2 separate regions of the Anas platyrhynchos genome follow, and region 2 is linked to region 1. Evidence: chromatin contacts called from public Hi-C data. All regions are on one chromosome and are shown on one strand. The core of a region is the stretch at or near the end of the contact, and the rest is flanking DNA. Distances in the headings are between cores, read along the strand shown.

What was found. A called contact is a pair of places that touch in the nucleus more often than the background predicts.
Region 2: a contact with region 1 is called in a Hi-C map of skeletal muscle, with 2.4 times the contacts expected there. The contact joins the promoter of CLDN16 here to the enhancer-like site in region 1. A contact is called at or near these places in 2 of 8 Hi-C or Micro-C datasets (liver and skeletal muscle).

Annotation. Positions count from the first base shown.
Region 1 is chr9:11,454,145-11,458,900 of IASCAAS_PekinDuck_T2T, reverse strand. No RefSeq gene overlaps it. Among named protein-coding and RNA genes, the nearest start is that of CLDN1, 21 kb to the left of the region's middle. Within about 2 kb of position 2,815, at least 1 of the 8 cell types and tissues checked has an H3K27ac peak or open chromatin away from gene starts, as enhancers often do.
Region 2 is chr9:11,488,673-11,493,428 of IASCAAS_PekinDuck_T2T, reverse strand. It overlaps CLDN16 (claudin 16), which reads right to left and starts at 2,714. Exons shown (of 5, transcript XM_005029603.6): 1 at 2,390-2,714. The coding sequence starts at 2,533.

The DNA of each region.
Region 1 (4,756 bases), core at 1,566-4,065:
CCCATCAGTGCCCTGCTAGCCCTAATTTCTCCAGGATCACACAAACACCGTCGTTCCCCAGCCCCTCCGATCAGTGGCTTCGGTTTAGCTGTGTCAGGTGCTGTGCAAACAGCTCCGAGCTGGAAAATAAATAAATAAATAAATAAATAAATAAAGGATTGTATCAAGGGTGGGACAGAATGAAATGTCTGCGTTTCAGTGAGTTTGCTCATGCCTGACTGAAGGCCAGTAAGGGCTCTGTGAAGCAAGTAGTGTGGTGTCCAGCATCCCTGAGCACACACCACGAGCTGCAGCACCCGAAATCCCCTTCAAGAGGCACCTTGACTGTTCATAACACTTATAAAGTTTACTAGTGCCAAAGTGGACAGTACTCAGAAGATAAATCCTATGAGGTTTGTTAAAAGCACAGCTCACAACAGGCTGGGGAAATTCTCTGCACTGGAAGTGTCTGGAGACAGGGGGCGGAGGAGGGGGTCTTGTTTCTCTGGTTGTGGTGGGGTCACTCCTGGAGAAAACCAGGAGCTAGGCAGCCCTTAGTTTGTATCAGCAACCACTTCTTGGTTCCTAGGCACATGTCCTGGGTCTGATCACAGCCCTGTCCCTGGTTTGGTCGGTTAGGCATTCCTTATGGGATAGCTGGGGGTCACACAAGAAGTGCAGGGCATGCCCTGCTCCCTTCCTGCCAGGGAGATTTGCAAGAAGAGTAACGTGAGTGTTTCTCTGAAGGCATTTAGAGAAAGGCCTTCTCTGGGGTTCTTTTTCCCCTGTGACATGGGCAATTTTGATTCAAATCTCCTGGAATAATAGGAGGTAAAAGAGGTGATTACAACATCCATGACTTCCCATGGGAGATTCTTCCAGGACTCTATTTTTTTTACATATGTTATTATCTTTTCACAAGAACTGAAAGAATTTCAGAAGAAATGCTGATAAAAGCAAACTAAACACTTTTCCTTCTCCCTCGGGAATTCATCTGCAAAACAACTCACAATGCAGCAGGCCAGAACCGGAAGGCTCCTCTCAGAGCAGTGCCTGTTCCACTTAAGAGCAATCGAGGTGATTTCCTATTAGAGGCTGCTTCTGCTCAGCAACTCTCGTGGTGTTTTCCTTCCCAGGACGGATGGCTGCACACGTTTGCAGAGCCCACAGGTGCACCTGCTGATGGATGGACTCACTGTAAGGTGCAGGGGGGGGAAATGGTGCTCCTGGCAAGTACAGCACCTGGCTGGGCAAGGAGCAGCTCCTTGGGTCTGCTCCCGATGCTGCTGACCCCCAGCACAAGGTCCCTTGCTTCCCTGTGCCCCTGGGATACTGCAGTCTTCTCCATGACAGAGGTTTCTTTGCTCCTGGTGGATGCTTGTCTGTGAATTTAGGTCTGGCGAAAGATAAAAAACTCAAAATGACAGAGGCTGCTGTGTGCACGCAGACCCAAGAATGGGGTGGGGGCAAAGTCAGCTTCCCACACCTTGTCCCTGGCCGACCAGCACAGGTGGGAAGGGAGGCTCTGGGCTCCATCCAGCCCCAAACCTGTGAGGTGGCTGAGGCTGGTTACTACAATGACAATATCTCCTTCCAGAGGAGATGAGAAGAATGCAGTGGGTGCAATCTGGGACCTGTTCCCACACCCATCTGTGTATACTTACACTCATTCAGCTTGAAAGTACAATTAAGCTTGATGGTAGCAATTAAAAAAAAAAAAAAAAAAAAAAAAAAAAAGAGCACCAGTATCTGGTCTTACTCATCTGTGAAAACCAGAAAACCAGTTAGAGAGATTCTGTTACAGATGATCAGGGAAATTTTAAGCTGACTGTTGAAGCTAGGCTCTCGGGTTAATGTCTTTTGGAAAGGCTGCACTAGTGTGTCAGAACACAGGGCATCCTGGCACAGGCAGCCTTCCCTCAGGGTGAACTTAAACAGTTCTGAGAGAGGAGAATGGGTCTCCTTTCTGACCAGGACCTGCACAAATGTCTTTATGCAAGCGTGCACACTTGTGGGTGACATATGCATGGTGGGCTAACTGCAAAGATGGGTGCCAGAAGGTTGGAAATGATCACAGCATCTGCTAGGAAAAGGGGTTTCTTTCATAAGGGTAATGAAAGCTTGGGACTGCTGCCATTTGTGGGGCAATTTCTGTTATTTTTATGTGGGTTTCCCACTGGGAAAAAGGCTAAGTCCACTTGTTTGTTATAACAGCAAAAGAAGGGAAGAGGTTTTCCTCTTATCCTGCTATTACAGCTACCTTTGTCATCACATCCCTTTCCTCAGCTGGTTGAGGTCTGTATTCAGAGCAGCAAAGATCTTGTCCATAGTTACCGTTCAGTAAGCAGCAACGGGCTACGACAAACTCTTATCTAGATTAAATTAAGCAAAACAGCAGATCAGAGACATAACACATTTACCTTCCCCTACACCGGTGCAGGAAGGGGTGTGTCGGACCCCATCAAGAAAGGGGTTCACTTGGTTCTGGTCACAGAAACTCATGGCTGTGGCTGATGGAACAGAAAGCTCATGAGTCCCGAGCTGAAATGTCCTCAGTGAAGCTGCCGAGCTCCTGGCAGTACCAGTGGTGAGCCCCTGCTTCGTCGGGTGCTCATGTCAGTTCACATCCAGAAAAGATCCCGATCTCTCCTGACTGTTCCTAGCTGAAAATGCCATCAGATTTTCAGGTCTGAAAATGCCCTGTGGCAGCCTGCGGCTACAGACTCTCACCACCCACCAAAACTTTCAGCTGAGCCCTGTCTCCGGATGGATAAACAAGGCACCTGATCCCCATCCAGAACAACCGTCACTCCCGAAAACGAAAGCAAGCTTATTTCCTGATCTAAACTGCTCGTTTCCCGACATAATATTCGGGGCTGTGAGTCACCCGGGAGGACTCTCCCCTTTTCCGTTAAGGTCAGGAGCAGTTTCAGTGGGGAGCAGGCAGGGCGCCAGGCTAAGCTGGCAGCAGGGTGGGAGGAAGGCTTCCTGCCTCTGCCTCTGCCACAGCCCCTGCGTGTCCCTGGCCTTGATAAGTCTGACTGTGAGCTCAGCTACACGGTGGCAAGGAGGGGATGACTCCCCTGGACTGTAATCTCAAAGGAAGTCAGGTGAAAAGACCAGCAGCATTTGCCTGAGCCTTTTTTTTTTTTTTTTTTTTTTTAGATGATTCTTTTCTGATGCAAATAACTCAGTTTAATAAAGGTAGGTGCTGCCCCAGGACTCAGTGTAATTTGGGTCACAAATGAGGGATGACTGGGAGGCAGGGAGCTTCACCTAACTTTAGAAACAGTTTCATCTCTCTCTTCCAGCTAAAACAATGAGGACTTTTCTTTGTGCTCCTGTTCTCAGACAAACTCCCTTTGTTCTCGTGCAGTTTCTCCTCCCCTGGAATTTGCTGTCCCAAGTGCCTCGCTGGGTCATGTTCAGGCTTGCTCCCATGCCAGCATCTCAAAAATCTGATGAAACCTTCACGATCCCCACTCCCCTCATTCGTTTGTACCCAGCTACACAAAGAGAAAGCCGCGGAGCCAATTTCCTGCAGGAAAAACATCAGCCAGCAGCGTGGGGCAAGGAGCTGGGAGTGGAGAAACCACCTGCTGGAGCCAGGCCAGGTGGAGCAGATAGTGAGGCTGTCGGGAGCAGGACTGCCTGGCCAGGGATGCGGGAGGCTGACGGGTGATGTACCAGGCAGGCACGCCTGGAGGACACCGGAATAGCCACCGGCCCAAAGTTAGGAAGGTCAGGGCACTCCCTCACGGGCCGTTTGCAGCCTCTGAACCAGCCAGAGCAGGAGCACAAATGAAATCCTCCACCTCTCACGTGGACACCAGCCCCTTTGCTCCAGCTGATCCTATTTTTGGCTTTAGGCATGCCTGCGGGGAGAGGCTGGGGAAGTGAAGTGCCCATGAAGTGAATCCCTGAGACCCCGAGCTGCTCCTTTGCAAGGCTCAGCTCCTGGGCACCGTGTCACAGCTGGGTGACAGCTCGGGGTGAGCTGGGCTGGGGAGCCCAGCCTCTTCCCCCCCGTGAGGGCTGAGTCCCCCAGCGGTGCTGGCATCTGACTCAGCCCAGCTCGCCCATTCACCTTCCCTGGGAATCGCCTCGTAAATCGCGGCGTCACTCCAGTCCCAGGTGAATCAGCCGCTGGGTGAAGGAGTCACTCCAGGATTTATGGAGCTGGGTGCAGAAACTGCTGCCCCGTCCAGGGTCATTGTCTGAAGGGCACCACAAAACCTGACGTCTGAGCCAGCAGGGCGTCTGCTGCAGGAGTGCTCCTCGGTGCTGCTGCTGCTGCTGCACGTGGGGCTGCACGGCTGTTTCTTCAGGCACAACCAGGGCACCCTGAAACTTCTTGCGTCATGTTTAACCTTCAGCGTGTTCCTCTGCACACAGAAAGTCCTTTTTTGCAACAAGAGGGATCAAACCTAGAGCTGAAAAGCGGCCCTGTGTTTGGCGGGGGGGGGGATTCATGGTATCAGTGCCCGAGTTGTGGTGCTTAAAAAGACAATGTCTGCAGTGAGATGGGAGCTGGCATCACTGGGGAGGGCAAAGTTTTCTCCTGAGAGGCTGCTTCCATCAATACTGCCCGCACCTGTCTGTGTGGGGCTGGCTTTGAAACTACCAGTAGTGGGGGCAGAAAGCGGGTAGGCTCAGGGACCCCATCCTGTGCCCGCTCCCTTGCCTCAGCTCCTTGCTTTTGTCTGGCTTGTGCTCATTCACGTGCTTTGTGGGAGCAGAACTGAAGTTTCAGGAAGCGTCTCATTAATTTTTCCGT
Region 2 (4,756 bases), core at 1,465-3,964, 35 kb before region 1:
CCAGATTTTGTTACCAGTTTCTTAACTTCCTTGGACATCCCTTTCTCCCCTCTGCTTTGTGTCCTGTTTGTCCTTTTGGTTGTTAGTCTGCTCCTCAGCTAGCCTTGGGCATTTGCCTTTGGGCAGGCACGCACCTGGCACGTGGAAACTTGCTGCTGCAAACGGAGGGGTCAAGGCCACCTGGGCCATCATGGGGACACAGCACTGATGCTGTCATCCCATGGCCACAGCCATGCACCATATTGGTAGCACCCCATCACCTCTTTCTTCTTGTAGCAAATCCACTCCAGCTTTCCTGAGCCCAGCCAAGGACTCCCCAAGGAGCTGCAATTTCTGGCCAGAACTCCTCATCTCCCATTCTGATTATGAAACGCATCACCACGACCTGCTTTCCCTAACACAGGTATGCATGTAAAACATAAACTGCATAATGACTGTAATATATATAATCATATCCTATGCATGATGTATAATTACTACTAAAATAAATCTAATATAAAAAATGACAGAACAAGCACACGCTTACCCTTCTGGGGAAAGCACAGAAGACAAACATGTGAGAGACGTTAGTCACGGTGTTTTACCGCACTGTAAAAGGTGCCAGCACACAGTGATGATGAGCCTAGCACGAGAGTGAACCAGGCAGTGTTTAACAGTGGTGGTGAGACTTTTAATCCATCCACAACAGGGAGGGACTGAGTGCACACAACAGTGCTCGCTAGGAAGCAGTTTATGGCTTTTTCCAGCACAAACCACTGCAAAACCTAGCCCAGGTTTGCCTTGATGTTCGCAGTGAGTGCAAGAGTTTGAGCCCCGCTCTGTGGTGCTGCATCTTGCTGGATCCAGAGTTCTGCAGTGGAGATGAGATGCTGTAGGCCAAGGTCAAAGGCAAGAAGGATTTCCGTGCTGGAGGATGGAGGTGCTTTCTCCTGAAGTTGAAAGTTGTCTGAATAACCCTTTTCCTAGCTGAAAAAAGGAGTTACTGTGCACTCCAGGCTTTCCTGGCCATGGACAGTTTCCCTGCATTCCCATATTGTGAGAGGCAATGAGTCATTAGGGCCATTAGGGAGGTCATTTGGTCAGGTATTAAGGCTGGGGGCACTTTGCTCCAGTATTTAGTATTCACACTCAGAGCAGGAATGTGAGAGTGGAGGCTGCTAATAACCACACTGGGTGTTAATGGAGCACTTAGGGACAGCCCAGCACAGGTGCCTTTGTGGCAAGAAGACAAGGTTACACAGCCTTGGGGTATCGGCTGAGTTCTTTCCCGGACTCACTTTATTCAAGATTGGGTGTCCCTCCTCCGTTTTGCTCGGAAATGATGCCTCAATATGGGATCCATTTGGCTTTTCTAAACATACTGATATCCTCAGCTGATCCCAAATGATTCATGTTTCCTGAAATTAATCTAAAATAACTCCCAAATTAGGATGACAAACGAAGAGCGATATCCCAGCCAGTACTAGTGGGTCCACACTCTTTTTCCTGCTGGGGGTTCACTGGCAGTTCCTCTCAAGTCAGCAGCCTTGAGCCTGTTATGCCCTTTCAACTGTGCTTCCTTCAAACTGCTGAACATCGCGTTACCGTCACTGAATGCAGAGGAGCTCCTCTGGTTTCCTCTGCTAGCCTGCAGATAGAAAGTTTCCTGCTGATATATTCAGCCAAAGTCTCTGTCCTGGGAAGTGTTTCACCTCAGCACAAAGCACCCAGTTTTCCAGACAACAGATTTCCACACTGTGGCCCTGCAGCTCTTCAATGTGCAGAAAATGATGCCTGCCTGGGGAAGAAAACTGCAATACCGCGTCCTAGGGAAATAGGGATGATTTGGGGACTGGAGTCTGGGGCACAGCTTGCAAATATGTGCCATTCTGCCCCTTCATTTCTTGCAGCTTACTTCTGCCAAAACTGTTCTCTAACACGAAAGTGCTGATGTCTGCACAAGTTCAAGAAAATATTTTTTTTGAGTGCTGGATCTGACAGCAGTCCCCGTGGTCCCCACACATTTCTGTTAGCCCTAGAGCTCAATGGCTATTAAGAAAAATGCTTGTGGAGCACAGATGTACATGTTGGATTTCTTCACCAAGAAGACTGACCTACAGAACTAGAAACATCTCCAAAATTTCTGTGCAGGCTGGAGATGCTGGGTAATGTGCTCCAGTTCATGCACATTTAAATCTGGAGCCTCTAGACTTTTCCTGAGAGCAGAGCCTGGCAGAGAGAATTACACAAAATGACCACTTTTCCCCTGCTCATGCCAGAGTCATTTCTTTCATTTTCATCCACTTTCATCCAGCCCAACCGGGGAAATGTAGATGAGAGTGGAGCAACGATGCCACAGTCTCCCTAGGACACATTTGATTTGGAGATCTGGTCCTCTGAAAGATCTTACCTCCAGGGAATCATCAGCATTCACCATCCAGCAGTCTGTCCAGGTAGATACTATCAAAAACCCAGTAGAAAAAAAAGCAAAAAAACAGCCAGCATACTGGAGGAAAAACCTCATCCCAGAAGGCTGCAGCGCATCCAGCGGCATGGGAAAAACAATGCCTGGGTCTTTTTTCTTAAAGCTGGAATAGAAGCAGAGCTTTCGTGTCCAGGTCACCGCTGCCCTTTCCAGTGGCCATGAACAGTGGGAACTCCTGACTTCTGCAAAAGCAGAGCCGAAGCAGGGACAGGAGGAGGGAGCCCACAGCAAACGTGGAGCTGCTGCAGCCAATCAGCCCTGCACAGCTGGAGCTCTTGTCATGCCTGGCTGAAGGGAAATGGGGCTGTGCAGAAGTGACACACACGTAGCTGGAGTCCTGGGCCTCCAAGGGAAGGAAAAGGTATTGTCACAGGGGCTGGCAAAGTAGGGATTTTGTAAAAGAATCAAAACTTGTTCAGGGAAGAAGTTTTGAGCACCGCTAGGTGTAATACACAAGTGCATTAATATTTATTCCTCCATACTACTTCATGCCTCAGTACTGACAGACTACAGAGTGCACAGGTGAAGATTCCAGGCCCTTTGGTTACCCTGTCGGGCTCCAGCACCCTGATGATCCAGTTCAATGCAGGAAGGGAAGGGAAAGGGTATCAGTCATGGACCCTCAGCGCCAACACCAACAACCACAAACAACTATCCCAGCTCAGATATGGAGCTCTTTATTCTGCATTTAAGCCAAACCTACATAATTCTCATGCCCTGTTCATGGCCTTACTGCAGATCACACATGGGAATCTGGAACTTTTCGAGCTAGGCCACAGGGCCACCTTCCAGGAAAACCAAGGGGGAGAAGGACTAGAAAATCCTTCCACCCTGAAGGTCCGTATGCACAGAACCATCACATACTCAATAATCTTTATTTTTGGAAAGAGAAGCTGAAAAAAAAAAAAAAAAAAAAAAAAAAAAGAGAGAGATTTACTTTTAGTGGGCAAGTCTTCAGCACAGGGCTGAGGAGCAGATTCTTGCTGTTTGCAATCTGCTTTCCCAAACCGAGCGTGTCTGTCACCTCATCTGCCACCTGAAGATGGAGCCAGTTTGTACTTTTACAGAGCTGTTCAAAGCTTGCTTTCTCTTCAAGAATTCCCTCCAAAAATAATAGCAATAACGAGTTTGTTGTTACAGCAGTATATAACCTGGAGAATTCCTCTCATAACCTTACGAGGCAGTTTTACTGTCCGGGGTATCTTTTTGCCTCTACCCCAGGATCACTCGGTGCTTCAGAGGACGCACTGCATAATTCCTCAGTATGTGCTGCTGGGAGACACTGGATAAAGAACAAAATGCCCAAGTCAAAAAGGCAGGGTCTGTAGGGCTCTGGGCTGCTTTACCTTTCCTGCTGTGTTTTTTAATTCCATTCTTAGAAGCTGAGCACCAAGGAACTTTTCTTCCTTCTTTGCCAGACACGTCTTGATATGGTTGTGTGGATATGAAGCTTTCTGCTGAAATTTCTTGCTTCCAAGTGCCTATATAAGGCAAAATAATACCATGATCTTCACTTTATAGCTTCCTATGACAATGGCAAGCTTGTGTTTCCAACAGTTCTGACCCACAGGGACATGGCATTGACCACACGGCCTCATAAAGGGTAATGACTTTCATTAGCCACATGTCTATGGATTGCACTGACATGAGACAGGTACTGACATATGCATAACCTTCCTGTACCTGCCTTCTTCTATGTTAATTAACCTGTGGCTGCACCAGTTTTCAGAGTAAGGTACCGTGGCTAACTGTTATTAGTAGTAACTCAGAAAAAGTGGTGTGGTGAGCTCAGAAAAGACCTGGAAAATTGGAGTGAGCCTTCCCACAAGCAGAACTGAATCCTTAGAGAGGACAAGTGCAGAGCTTGAGAGTAGCAGAGCTTGGACTAACCAAACAATGTATTATGGCCATATGTATCTCCCTGCCTTCTCACTCTGTCCTGAACTCAGACACAAGCCTCCTTCAGAAATAAATAAAATAAAACAAAACAAAACAAAACAAAATAAAATAAAATAAAATAAAATAAAATAAAATAAAATAAAATAAATAATAAAATAAAAATCCCATCTGCAGAGAATGGGCCATTGTTCCTAATACAAGCATGAGGTGGAAAGCTAAAAGCTCCCAGGAAAATACCAGGACCACACTACCAGCCAGAGTGGAGTTTCTAAGCTTTTGTCATGAGCTCATCACACTCCATCACACTCTATTCTTCTGGCTTAACACACCAGTTGTCTGTGCCTGTCAGCCTAAGGAGCAAACTCCACAAAGAGCTGTAGGCAGCATGTTCAG